Regions from separate parts of the Mus musculus genome. Here region 2 is linked to region 1. A link is a contact called in public Hi-C data. All regions are on one chromosome and are shown on one strand. The core of a region is the stretch at or near the end of the contact, and the rest is flanking DNA. Distances in the headings are between cores, read along the strand shown.

Evidence for each region. Hi-C and Micro-C count contacts between places; a contact is called where the count stands out from the background.
Region 2: a contact with region 1 is called in a Hi-C map of Sertoli cells, with 2.4 times the contacts expected there. The contact joins the promoter of Kcnq5 here to the enhancer-like site in region 1. A contact is called at or near these places in 3 of 39 promoter capture datasets (the C10 cell line and liver), 7 of 484 Hi-C or Micro-C datasets (the C10 cell line, the G1E-ER4 cell line, Sertoli cells and 4 more), 1 of 115 datasets of contacts at active chromatin or transcription factors (the 230-238 cell line) and 2 of 9 other capture datasets (adipose tissue and liver).

Annotation. Positions count from the first base shown.
Region 1 is chr1:21,888,232-21,894,392 of GRCm38.p6, reverse strand. All of the region lies in intron 1 of Kcnq5 (potassium voltage-gated channel, subfamily Q, member 5), which reads left to right. Among named protein-coding and RNA genes, the nearest start is that of Kcnq5, 71 kb to the left of the region's middle. Within about 2 kb of position 3,607, at least 6 of the 459 cell types and tissues checked have an H3K27ac peak or open chromatin away from gene starts, as enhancers often do. A contact at or near this core is called in Sertoli cells, where this site is marked.
Region 2 is chr1:21,960,404-21,966,338 of GRCm38.p6, reverse strand. It overlaps Kcnq5 (potassium voltage-gated channel, subfamily Q, member 5), which reads left to right and starts at 4,397. Exons shown (of 14, transcript NM_023872.3): 1 at 4,397-5,158. The coding sequence starts at 4,758.

The sequences.
Region 1 (6,161 bases), core at 2,358-4,857:
GGAGTGAGTAAGCAATGCCATAAAATTCAGTAACCAAGAAGGATGAGTCGTATCTTTATTCAAGTAGCTTCGTTAAATTATCCAAGAATTCAAGAGAAAGTGGTCAATTTAATACAATATGAATTTCAGTTTCAAAATACTAGGAGAGGGAGGAAGAGAGAGACAGAGAGAGAGAGAGAGAATTCTATAGGCTTGACTGTAAAACACACATGGAGAAAATGGTGAAGAAAGATAAATCCACTTAAAGAGTGTGAAACGTGACTATAGTTAAAGCAGCCTTACCCTGATGTTTAGGTCTGAACATTTTATTAGTCCATGACTTTTTATCTATTATGTTGTCTTACAGGAAGGGTTCCTTTGAGCTTTACTGAAATATAATGTATAAGTAAAGATGTTAATCAGCTTAGCTGTGTTCCATTATATCAAGACAGCAAGTTGAACCCTGTAAATAGATATCATATATAATAAAAAGGATCTTGGCAAAAATAAAACACTTGTGGCAAACAAGTGCCTTGTGCCTTGATCTTTGTATATCATTTTCCACTTAAAAGTTATCAAGTTAGTCTTTTCAGGAAAATTCAATCCTTTGTTTTTCTAAGCCCAAAATTTCAATAAGTCACAATTAGATTATTCTTTAGGTACCATCTGAACATGTAGATGAGTCTGTATATAGGAAAGAGTGAATATGTGTTCAGTGATAATTTTGAAATAGACTTGTGCTATTTTTCAATTTATTATGATTAAAAGGACCAAGTAAATAATAATAGGATGAAAAAATTGAAAAGTTGATTGACATTTTAGTGAAAGTTCCAGAATTATCCCTTTAAACAATGTTTGGTTAAAACTTGTTAACAATGATGCCTTTGAAAAACTAGAGATGACATGGATGGTAGCTGAATGCTCAGAAATGACGTACCAATAAGGTTACAAGTAAGAGAGGATTGATCACTTTAAATAATTTTTAAGGAGTAGATTTTAGACCAAAGAAAGGGAAATTGGTAGAGGATCCGAGTTTAATTCCTAAAGCACAGTTTTTGAAAAGGCTGACATCTTGGAATGTTGGTACACACTTGTAATTTCAGAGCCTATGAAACAGAAAGAAGTGAATCCCCTGGGGCCTCTGGACCAGCAAGTCTAGCTAACTTCAAAAGCACCCTATTGTCAGAAAAAAGACTTATGGTGCACAAGTAATGTCATGGGAAGTTATTCTCTGATCTCCGAATCTTCACACACATGAGCAGATGTGTCTCCTCATATATATCTGAAACATGAAAACAAACACAGATACACAGACATGAACACACACGCACACCAGAGGTGTATGTGTGCTCTCGTGCACAGAGGAAGGTTTGTAGAAGTAACTGCAAGGGAATCCTATTTATCCTAAGATTTTTTTTTGACTCTTATTTAATTTTAATTAGTTATCGCTTTTGCTTCAAAATTCCAAGCATAATCTTAATAGGAAATATACATCGAATACAAAAGTATTTCTCCTTCAACCCTAGACTAATTTATCCTTTGAACCTTAGTTCAAGTATAAATGAATAATGAGTAAGTATGAGATCAGTGGTGGTTGAAGGTAAACTAGTAGAGATATAAGACTTGTTTCTGGGACCAGTGTGGACTAACACAATCCCTGCCTTCATGTTGACTAGAGAAGATCTGGTCTCTCTGTCCTCTTGTCTTGACTTCAAGAGATTACTGATTAAATACAAACAATTGTCTAACTGTGAACGTTATGCCACTCTACTTAACTACTGCTAACACATTAATTAGAAGATTGCCAAATCTCTCACTTCACTGTGGAGTATGTAAGCATCACAACTGGAAACCAAGCGACACCACCTCTGCTAATCAGAATTTACAACTGTCTGAGGTGGAGTTTGAGTTCATGCAAGAAGCCTTTAACAAGGCAATTTTTATTCTTGGTCACTTAATTTGTTTTAATGTCGAAATGAAATGACTAACTTGAACTTTGATTAATTTGAAAATTAATCAAATTTGCTAGATCAGGCTTAAGTATCCTTATTTTGGAACACCATTCATTACTTACACTGCTGGATTAAGCTTCTGTGAGTAAAATGTCAATACAGAATACCAAGCATCGCAGCTTATGGTTTGACTGTAATTAATCCTGCTTTACTCCCTTATCATGTGTCTCAGGGGCTTGTTTGAGAAGCAAGTGACATCAAGTGAGTCCTAAAGCAGTTAAGACCTAGGTACATGCCCAGAAGGGGAAGTCCACGACGCCCATCACAGATTCCAGCTTAGGAGCCAGCAAAGTCTTCAAGGCCACACCTCAGCTAACCCCCAGCAGGATCTCTCCCATCCCCCATCAACAGATGAGTCAAAAGTGAAGCCTAATCTAGAATTGTTAGATATTTTATAAGTCCAGAGACAGATTGCACTTTCTTTTAGCTCTCATGACCTGGCCACATAACTGTTTGCTAATTTAATTTGTAATAAGCAGCAATAACATCAATATATCCTGGACTTTTATGAAGACATTAGGAAGGAGAATTTCTCCTAGCTTTATTTATAAGAATGACTCTCTAAGGGAGGAATAAATTCTAATTTTGCATACCTTGTAGAAAAGATTATTTGTGAAATAACCTCTTAAGGTAAAAAAGAAGTTTTAATTAAAGCTCTAGCGTCCAACAACACTTAACAAAACTGTGAGCCAAATTTTTAATGTAGCTGAACTAAAAATCACACAAATTCCAGTGCTTTTACCTTAACTTAAGGCCTTGTGAAATTAGTCCGTTTAGCTTAATATCTGGAATATATCTTTAGACCACTTCCTTTTTGTTTCTCAGAAACAAGAAGCAAAAATATTACTACCTTTAGAAATAAAATACTGCTAACAAATTATTGGTCAAATTGATAGTTTTGCAAACAGCACTATAAATTCTACAGCTCGAAATTATCATAAGCTTGTGCAAATAGAGAAAGCAATTCAAAATATTACGGGATGGCTTTTAATATAGCAAATAAACTCTGAATCATTACATCATTATTTCTTAGAATATTCACCTAAATATTTTGATAGCACATTAGGATTATTGAAGACAGAAGTTTTAGGCAAATATGTGTGTGTGTGTGTGTGTGTGTGTGTGTGTGTGTGTGTGTGTGTTAAAGATCTTTGTTTGTATATATTCTCCTACAATATTTCTTAAGAGGAAAGTTACCATTCACAGACAAATGACTTCAACAGAAATGCACCATGAAACTGAAGCTGAATGAAGATAAAGCTCTAAAATCTATTTAGCAATGAAGGGTTGCCTAGATCAGAGGTAGAAGCCAAGCATGATTGCAGATTCATGTGGCTCGAGGGAAATAAAAGTAGACATTCTTGAGTTACTGGCCAAGGGTAAAGAAACAGTGTTCCTTCCTTTTTCTTTGTTTCTTTTTCTTTTGTATCTCTCCCCCCCCCCTTTCTTGAATAGCATATGAAAGGTTTAAGAAAGAGCATTAAAAAGAAAAAACCTGATAAAAAACCTTAAACCTTGAGATGATGCAATAAATAGCGTTGGCTGAAGTACAGAAAGATATGTTTGCATATTTCAAGGAACAAAACTTCTCTTGTTTGGAGCCACTCTGGAAATTCTTGAAGGCTGCCTGAGGACTGCCCAGCATCAGATAAGCAGTGGTGTTTTTCTCCCATGTCCTCCACATTTGATGTTGCAGCCTTTTTTTCATCTCTTGGAACTGGGGAATGAGAGATCCTTGATGTCCATTATAGTCCTAAATTCAGTCCTCTCTCAGCACCTTGAACTCAATTTTAATGCATTTTAGCAATCTTCCTCCTTTCCTTTTTACTGACCAGTGTCAAACCACTTTTAACTTTTCTTCTATACAAACCACCTCCTTCCTGGACTGCTTCAGTTCATCTGACCCTTCGCTCAGCTACAGAAATCGTCTTAAGATTCAGAGCTATTATGTCCTTCTTGCTAGAGTCCTGAGCTGGTTCCCTACAACCAACAGAGACGTAGCCTCTAACTGGGGCAGACTATAGCCCTCAGGGATAAGAGTGAGCATCACTCTCTAACTGGTCCATTCTGCCACCCCTTTCACATCTTCTCATACTTTTCTCCTCACATTCTCATTTCTTGTAAGGTCAGCATCCATGCCATCTCCTGTAGATGTTAGTCGGATAGCCCTATTTTATGTTCTTGGGCTCCCTTGATCATTTATTATTCTGGAATTGTATGTTAAGTATCTGCCTCTCTCAGTTGATACTTTTTGTTTGTTTGTTTGTTTGTTTGTTATTGTTTTTGTTTTGTTTTTAGAACTGAGAACAGGGTCGTTCCAATCCAACAAAACCATCCAGGCTGAAATTAACTTGTTAAGCTATTTCTTTAAAACTATTTTATTTGGCCAGAACAATGTGCCTTAGGTAGACTTAAACTGTTATGAAGGAGGTTTCGCAAACAATCCATCTCAGCACAACAGGGTGATTTAGATGGAGCACATGCCAGCGGTTTCAGATAGCCCTTGATTTGCAGTATTTATTTACACTATTTATTTTAAAATGTGGTTTTCATTTATCCAATTCTGTTTGTGCTTTATTTTTCAACTAAGTAGAGAGGGTTTAACTGACCCTTCAAAAAATGTGGTTACCAATCATGAAGACAAATATTTATCACTCTCCTGAGATTGCTTAGCAGTTAATGGTATGTGCCCCAGATCCTGAAAATCCAACTTCAATCTCTGGGATCCATTTTCTGGAAGGAAAGAACTGACTCTTGCAAGTGGATCTCTCATCTCCTCACTGTTCACATGGGGCAGTACATACATGCACACACCCATACGTAAAATGCAGTTAAAATGCTCTTATTCCTCAGCTGATCTTGATAACCTCAGACAGTTTAATTATCATAATTCGGTGGTTCAGAAGGTTACTGTGGTAGTCTGAATGATGAACGTCCATCATAGTCTGTGGCATTTAAAAGCTTGGTGCTCAGTTGGTGGTCCTGTTTGGGGAAGGTGTGGCCATGCGGAGACATGTGTCACTGGCGGTGGACTTTGAGATTTCAGAAGCCACGTGTCATTCCCAGTTAGCTCTCTCTGCTTTCTGTGTGTGATTCTAGGAGTAACCCTCAGCTCTTAGCTTCCAGCTCCATCTACCATGTCTATATGCATCTATGTTTTGCCCCTGTGATGGTGATGTACTGAGCTCTCAGGAGCCATAGCCCAAACCAAATTCTTCCTTCTATATATTGTCATACTGTTTTATCATAACAATAGGAAAGTAACTAAGACAGTCTTTTTAAGTTTTGTTTTTATAGGGTCAGCTATAGATGTCCATATATATATTTCTATGTTCATGAAGTCATACTAGAGTATTAAATTAAATATTTTCTACAAACATATATATACCAAAGTATGCTCAAGCTCATTACTTATGTCTTTAAGACCTGTGTTCAGAGTATACATGTTCTTTATGAACTGAACTGCTTCTCTGACTTTCTCTAGTATTAATAGATTCCTTGTATTCATACATTGTGTATTCACAGCTTTTCTAAAACAAAATCACATATAAATTGTAATATACAAATAATCACTTTATTATCAACTCTTTCCTAATAAAAGTAGGAAATCATGGGAGCTTAAATTTTTCATTCATCTTTTTACTCCTTTTGAAAATGTAATTTTAGTTTCTCTGAAAAATAATTATCAGCAAAATAGGTGTTATTTCTATTACATTAAATATAATGTTTCCTCTTTGCTTAGATGCTTTGTTTGGTTTGGTGGTAAACAGAAAATCTGCTGTCTCTCTTTGTCTTCCAATTCCCCATCAGTTACTACATTTAAAAGATTACCATGCCGCTGCATTACGGAACAAGTGATTTCTAGAAAGGATATTTCAGTTTCAAGCTGTATTATGGCCTCCCTCAGTGTGTAACTATCAAGGAGAGCCACTGACTCCACACTACTTTGTCTACCTTTAGATTTTTTTTGCGCTTGATCTTCTCTCGGTGTCTTTCTGAAAATGAGCTCAACTAGTCATGTTTCCCATTGGTTTCTGTTTTTATTGCCGCTCGGTCTTTCCTACCTAATGTATAGGTTTCTTTGTTTGTTTGTTTGTTTGTTTTCTCTAGTCCAATTCACATTTACAGAGCCCCTCAAACACATGGGGAAGTGGAGTGATGCTCTCGATG
Region 2 (5,935 bases), core at 3,148-5,647, 71 kb before region 1:
GATCAGTATATCCACAGCATTCCAGCTCTCTATAATCAGAGAGGTTCCAGTCTATCGGCCTTGTAGAATGTTTAGCACAGGTGTGGCCTCATTCTCAGAACTTCAGTTCACATCTCCTACATTCTTTCTGTGCCCTCGGGCCAGGCTGTTTTCAAGTGGACAATTTCTCATTGACAAAGTAATGCAGGCCTCAGATTCCAATTATCAGAACATCTAGCAGTCTGGCCAGCCTCAGATGGTGTCTTAGTCAGGGTTTCTATTCCTGTACAAACATCATGACCAAGAAGCAAGTTGGGGAGGAAAGGGTTTATTCAGCTTACAATTCCATACTGCTGTTTATTACCAAGGAAGTCAGGACTGGAACTCAAGCAGGTCAGGAAGCAGGAGCTGATGCAGAGGCCATGGAGGGATGTTCCTTACTGGCTTGCTTCTCCTGGCTTGCTTCCCCTGGCTTGCTCAGCCTGCTCTCTTATAGAACCAAGACTACCAGCCCAGAGATGGTCCCACCCACAAGGGGCCTTTCGCCCTTGATCACTAATTGAGAAAATGCCTTACAGTTGGATCTCATGGAGGCATTTCCTCAACTGAAGCTCCTTTCTCTGTGATAACTCCAGCTGTGTCAAGTTGACACAAAACTAGCCAGTACAGATGGTCTCTGATATTGTGGTGAGTTCCCTGGCTTTAGGTTGTTGGAGAAACACCTAAGAGGTGTGTGTCATATCTCTTAGGAATTATTATTCTGCATTAAAAAAGAGTACTTTGCCACACCACACTGCTATTTTTAATATGGCCATTGATTATAATGATAGATACCTACGAAATGCAGTACAGCTGCTATGCTTATTGGCTCGATTATGGATTACCACAGAGGGAATAAAAGCTACAGACATGGATGGTATAGTTTAAAGGGCATTCTTTCAGGAAGTCAGGGGCTTCTGCCCTGATTTCAAGCCTATTGTTATGACTAGGCTTGGTGCAAGTCACTGAGCAAGCAAGAAGTTCCATCATTTTACATTAGTAAATATTCTTACTGTTCTAAGTTTTCAACTTGTTTTGTTATTGCTACTCTGATTAGCCCAGGCATGTCACACTGGAGCAAAACGTATCTGTATCTCTGTGTAGTATCTCTGATATCACACAAGCTCATCAGAACAGTGCACATGAGCTTGATTGTGAGTCTATGCTCTGTTGGGAGGACTGGGACAAACAGTAGAATGCATAGCCCTGAACAAGAAAAGGAAGAATGTAATAGTGATGCTTTATTTAACCTCCCTGTGTAGGTGCTACAATATGTCTTTGTCTCTAGCCTATAGGTGGCATTTCTAATGATGCTATCTCAGAGTACTGTTCAGTAAGAAAATATAACAGGACAGAAAAGGCATTGAAATCAATTATTTTCTAGTAACTATATTCAAGTAAAATCGCTTCTATAGACTTTAGGGAATTTAGTTTCCAAGACCATAAATTTCAGGCAGGCACCACAAAGGAGTAGTTGAAAGCACCCTTACCCTCTTTCTTGAGACAGGGTTTCTCTATGTAACCCTAGCTGACCTGGAACTTGCTCTGTAGACCAGGCTGGCCTCAAACTCACAGAGATCAGCCTGCTTCTGCCTGCTGAGTGGTGGAAGTAAAGGAATGGACCACCATTGCCAGGCTAAAGCAAAACCATCTTAAGGGATGAGGTCTGTCAATCAACTCACATCTTCTACACTAGCCATAAACACTGGTAGTTTATTTAGAGTGATTCTTTGCATAGGCCTTTTGATTCTTGAAATCACAACATTCAAGATACAAGCAGAGAGGTAATCACAAGTTAGAGGCCAGCCTCGGCTAAATATGTATCCTCAGGACAGCATGGGCTACAGAGTGAGATCTTGTGGCACAAAACCAAAATAAAGAAATAAGTGGAATTGTCATGTACTTTTACTATTACCCTTTCATAATATTTTAGTGTAATTGTTACTCATGAAATAATGTTACATTATTTCATGCATGGCTCACTATGCCTACTGATATTTCAGCAAGAAATAAAAGGCAGTTTCCTAGCAACACCTGTATTCAAAGGAGCAGCAACAACAATAAAAGCTTAATTACAAACACTTTCTTTTCCTCAAAGTTGACTTTTGCCTATCTAGAGAAGTCACTGGGTTACAAGGAAAACATGGCACAGATCAAGGCCTAGGAACAGGTATGAACAGAGTCTCTTAGACTTTCCTTTCTGGGATTGAACAAGCAGGATGATCCCCTAGGGTTTGCACCAACAGCAGAATGGGTACTCCAACTGGGAGTCAGGATGCTGGGTTCCTAGTGGCCCATCCTGTCTGTGAATACACAGACAAGCCCCCTTCTCTGGGTTTGTGATTAAGTGGATGGCACTCAAAAAAGATAGTTACAAATGTCTTAGACGTCTATAACCCTTACTAATTGCAGATGTCCTTGCCACCTTCCCACCCGGGTTTATTAACATTTTCGAAATAGACATCATAGCTTCCCTGGTATGATCCCTGCATCCTAGGAAACCATCATTTGGACATTAAGCAGCTGAGTTCCTGGGCCTTTCAGAAGGGGAAACACGCTCTTGAGTCCTGCCTTAAAGAGATTTCCTGCCTGTGTGTGGGGCCAGGCCCCAGAGTGAGGCAAAGGTGATCTAATCTCAGTTGAAGTTTGCAGCAAAGAAAACAGCTTCCTTTAAAGGGGAAGTGGCCTTTTCATTTTCTTATTTTCAGCAAAGCTAGGATTTTTTTTTCATGCCGACAGCGTGTGCACGAGTCATTTTAAGTCTCTACATCTTTCACCCTGAAAGTCCCTGCACAGAAACTCCACGGGGAGTCTAAATATAGCTGCACCGAACTACCCCCCACCTCAGCTCCCACCTTCAGCCAGGGGTCTCCACGCAGCTCTAGGATTGGAGAGCTTATTCCAGGACATTCTCTTTGCATCTGCCTTGAATAGCAGGGCACGGAGCAACCTCTCTAGCACCTCCACGGTGTGTGGGTGTGAAGTGTATTAGAGGAAAGCAGGAGTGACTCTGAGTGTTGATGCTTGGCTCACACGTGGTACTGCTGCCAGCTGCACAGCGCTAGGGGTTAGTAGTGCCTACTGCCCAGAGGTTTGAAGGGAAACAAGGTCTTGCTGAGTAAGAACCAGGAAGAGGTCTTCACAAAACAATAACGATAAAAATAAAAGTAAAACTCTTAGCTGACGTTCTGACTGTAGAAAGCAGCTGTCTGTGGGCGTGGGTGTATGCACGGGGTGTATGTGTGGGTGTGTTGGTAGAGTATTATCTGCTATGGGTGAGACAACCAAGATAAGATTTTTGCCTTAGTGTTGGCTGGTATTCATGGAAGTGAAAAAAGGCTCAGGGATGGCCACTTTGCTACTGACTACCATGACTTTGTGTTGAAAGCATAGTTCAGTTGAACTTGGCGATTATTACTTTTTTTTTTTTAAATATTTGGGAGGAAGGCTGCTCTATTAGAAGGAGTTCCCAATCCTGGTGTCCTCTCAGTTTCCCCATCGCTGAATCTGTTGTTTAATTGCTAACAATATTTTTGAAAGGCGGAGTTCTGAGCCAGCAGCACCATAATCTCACTCTCATCCAAGAGAAGAGATGGGCTTTGGGGCGCCCATTTTCCAGAGGTGGTGGGGGATGCAGTCAGTGGTTCCCTTTTCTCTAACATTGTAAGTTACAGCATCCTGTCTGAGAGGCAGGTCCTGGACTCACTATCCTCCATGATCCCTCTCGAACTCCCTGGGGACGCCACAGTCGCGGCGGAGATTTAAGCAGTTTTATGACTTTCTTTCACTTACATGGAAATTTCTGGAAGGAGAGAAGTGGGCTCCTTTTCCCAGGCTGCTCTGTCAGGAGGAGCTCCCTCACCACGAAGGAGCTACTTTGGAGTTTTACGCCCTCCCCACACCCCACCCCTGGGGATGGGAAGGATGTTCTGCGACTCGCAGGCTTGTTGTCTGAGGCTAGGATGGAAAGTCACAGCCTGCAGGCTGGATTGAGTCGCGGGAAGCTGCTGGGTCCCTGCCTGGCTCTCTCCGGGTGTGTCCATTGAACTGCGGTGGGCTGGTCCCCAGCGCGGGAACCCAAGCGCCACTGCCAGAAGCTTAGCCCCCGCTGGCTCGCTCCTAGGCTAGCCAAAACCTGGAGGGTAGGACAGAACCTTTCCTGCCCACACCCATCACCCGAGGATGGCAGGACCAGGCGCGGCATAGCAGCGGGAGAAGCCCAGAGACCCGCTCGTCCAGTTTATTCAAGAGGCAGACTTCGCCCTCCGGACAGCTCCGAGTCCCAGGAAGAACCGAACCAAACTCATCCTGGGAGACCGACTTAGGGTCAAGCCGGTATTCTGCCGGGGTGCAGGGGACAGACAGACTCGAACCCTGCTGGGTGTGCACGCGTGCGAGCGTGCCTCCGGGCATCCCGCACACCCTCAGTCCCGTGTGCCGACACTCCTCGGGGAGGAGGGAGTGGCAGCCACCAGACTAAAGGAAAGCGAGGGACACCTCACAAAGTGACGCCCCCAACAGGTCCGGATTTGGAATTGGAAGCGGCAGAAATCCGGACCTCCCCGGGCCTGCTCCGCACACCCCGCCGCCCCCGCCCGGAGCCCCGACTCTAGGCTAGTCCGCCCCCCCGGGGCGCCCCGTCGGCTGCGGGTTTCCTCCTGCAGACCTGCCCGCGCACATGAAGCCGCTGCCCCCGCCGCAGGCGCCAGCGCCCCCCTCGCGGTGCCCGTGGTGATGCCATGCCCCGCCACCACGCGGGAGGAGAGGAGGGCGGTGCCGCCGGGCTCTGGGTGAGGAGCGGCGCGGCGGCGGCGGCAGGCGCGGGTGGGGGGCGCCCGGGCAGCGGCATGAAGGATGTGGAGTCCGGCCGCGGCAGGGTGCTGCTGAACTCGGCGGCCGCCAGGGGCGACGGCCTGCTGTTGCTCGGCACCCGCGCGGCGGCGCTCGGCGGAGGCGGCGGCGGCTTGAGAGAGAGCCGCCGGGGCAAGCAGGGGGCCCGAATGAGCCTGCTGGGGAAGCCGCTCTCCTACACCAGCAGCCAGAGCTGTCGGCGCAACGTCAAGTACCGGCGGGTGCAGAACTATCTGTACAACGTGCTGGAGCGACCCCGCGGCTGGGCGTTCGTCTACCACGCGTTCGTGTGAGTACCCGCGCCCCCACTTCCGACCCCGTGTGCCCCTAGCCATGCCCTCTGTTGGGGAGCCCCGGGGCGCACTTGGCGCCCGCGCCCTGGCCTTAGGCGCGGAAACGCGTGCGCGCTCACACGCAGAGCTACACACACGTGGTGGTTTTTATTTCTTTGCACGTGTTGCCATCGGCCCTCTGGAGCCCTCAATCTCTCTCGTCCCACCTCTCGCTCTGGTTCACATAGAGCCCTTTTGCCCCAAAGCACCCAAGGGACTAACGGGTCAGTTCCAGGTACCTGGGTGATTGAAGGCAGAAGCCGGACTTAGGCGACTCAGATAATCGGGAGCGATTAGGTCCTGATATGCGGAAAGTTAACTGAGTGGGGCGCCCAGGAGCTGGGGATAGCTCCGGGAGGTTGTGCACCATCCCGAGACTGGAGAGACTGGGAGGGCATGACCGGGTGGGATGGAGTGGCGAGGAGAAGGTTAAGAGTGGGTCCACAGTCAGCTCTGGGGTCAAGCAGAGGAAGCTGCTACGTGATGGAGAGAGAGAGAGACTAGGTTGTAAGCGCGCCCGGAAACACGCCTGGCCACCATCACAGCTGTCATCAACGGAAAATCTGTCAGTGCACGTAGTAGTCATTGCCACATAGAGGTGGTCAGAGTCTAGAGGGCTACCCAAGCTCTGTGGCAGGCAGTGCCAGCTGAAAGTGGAGAACTGGGGTTCAGGAACATGGCCAGAGGTGCTGTAGTGGAAATGCACAGGGGCCAGCTGTGACCTGAAGCAAGCA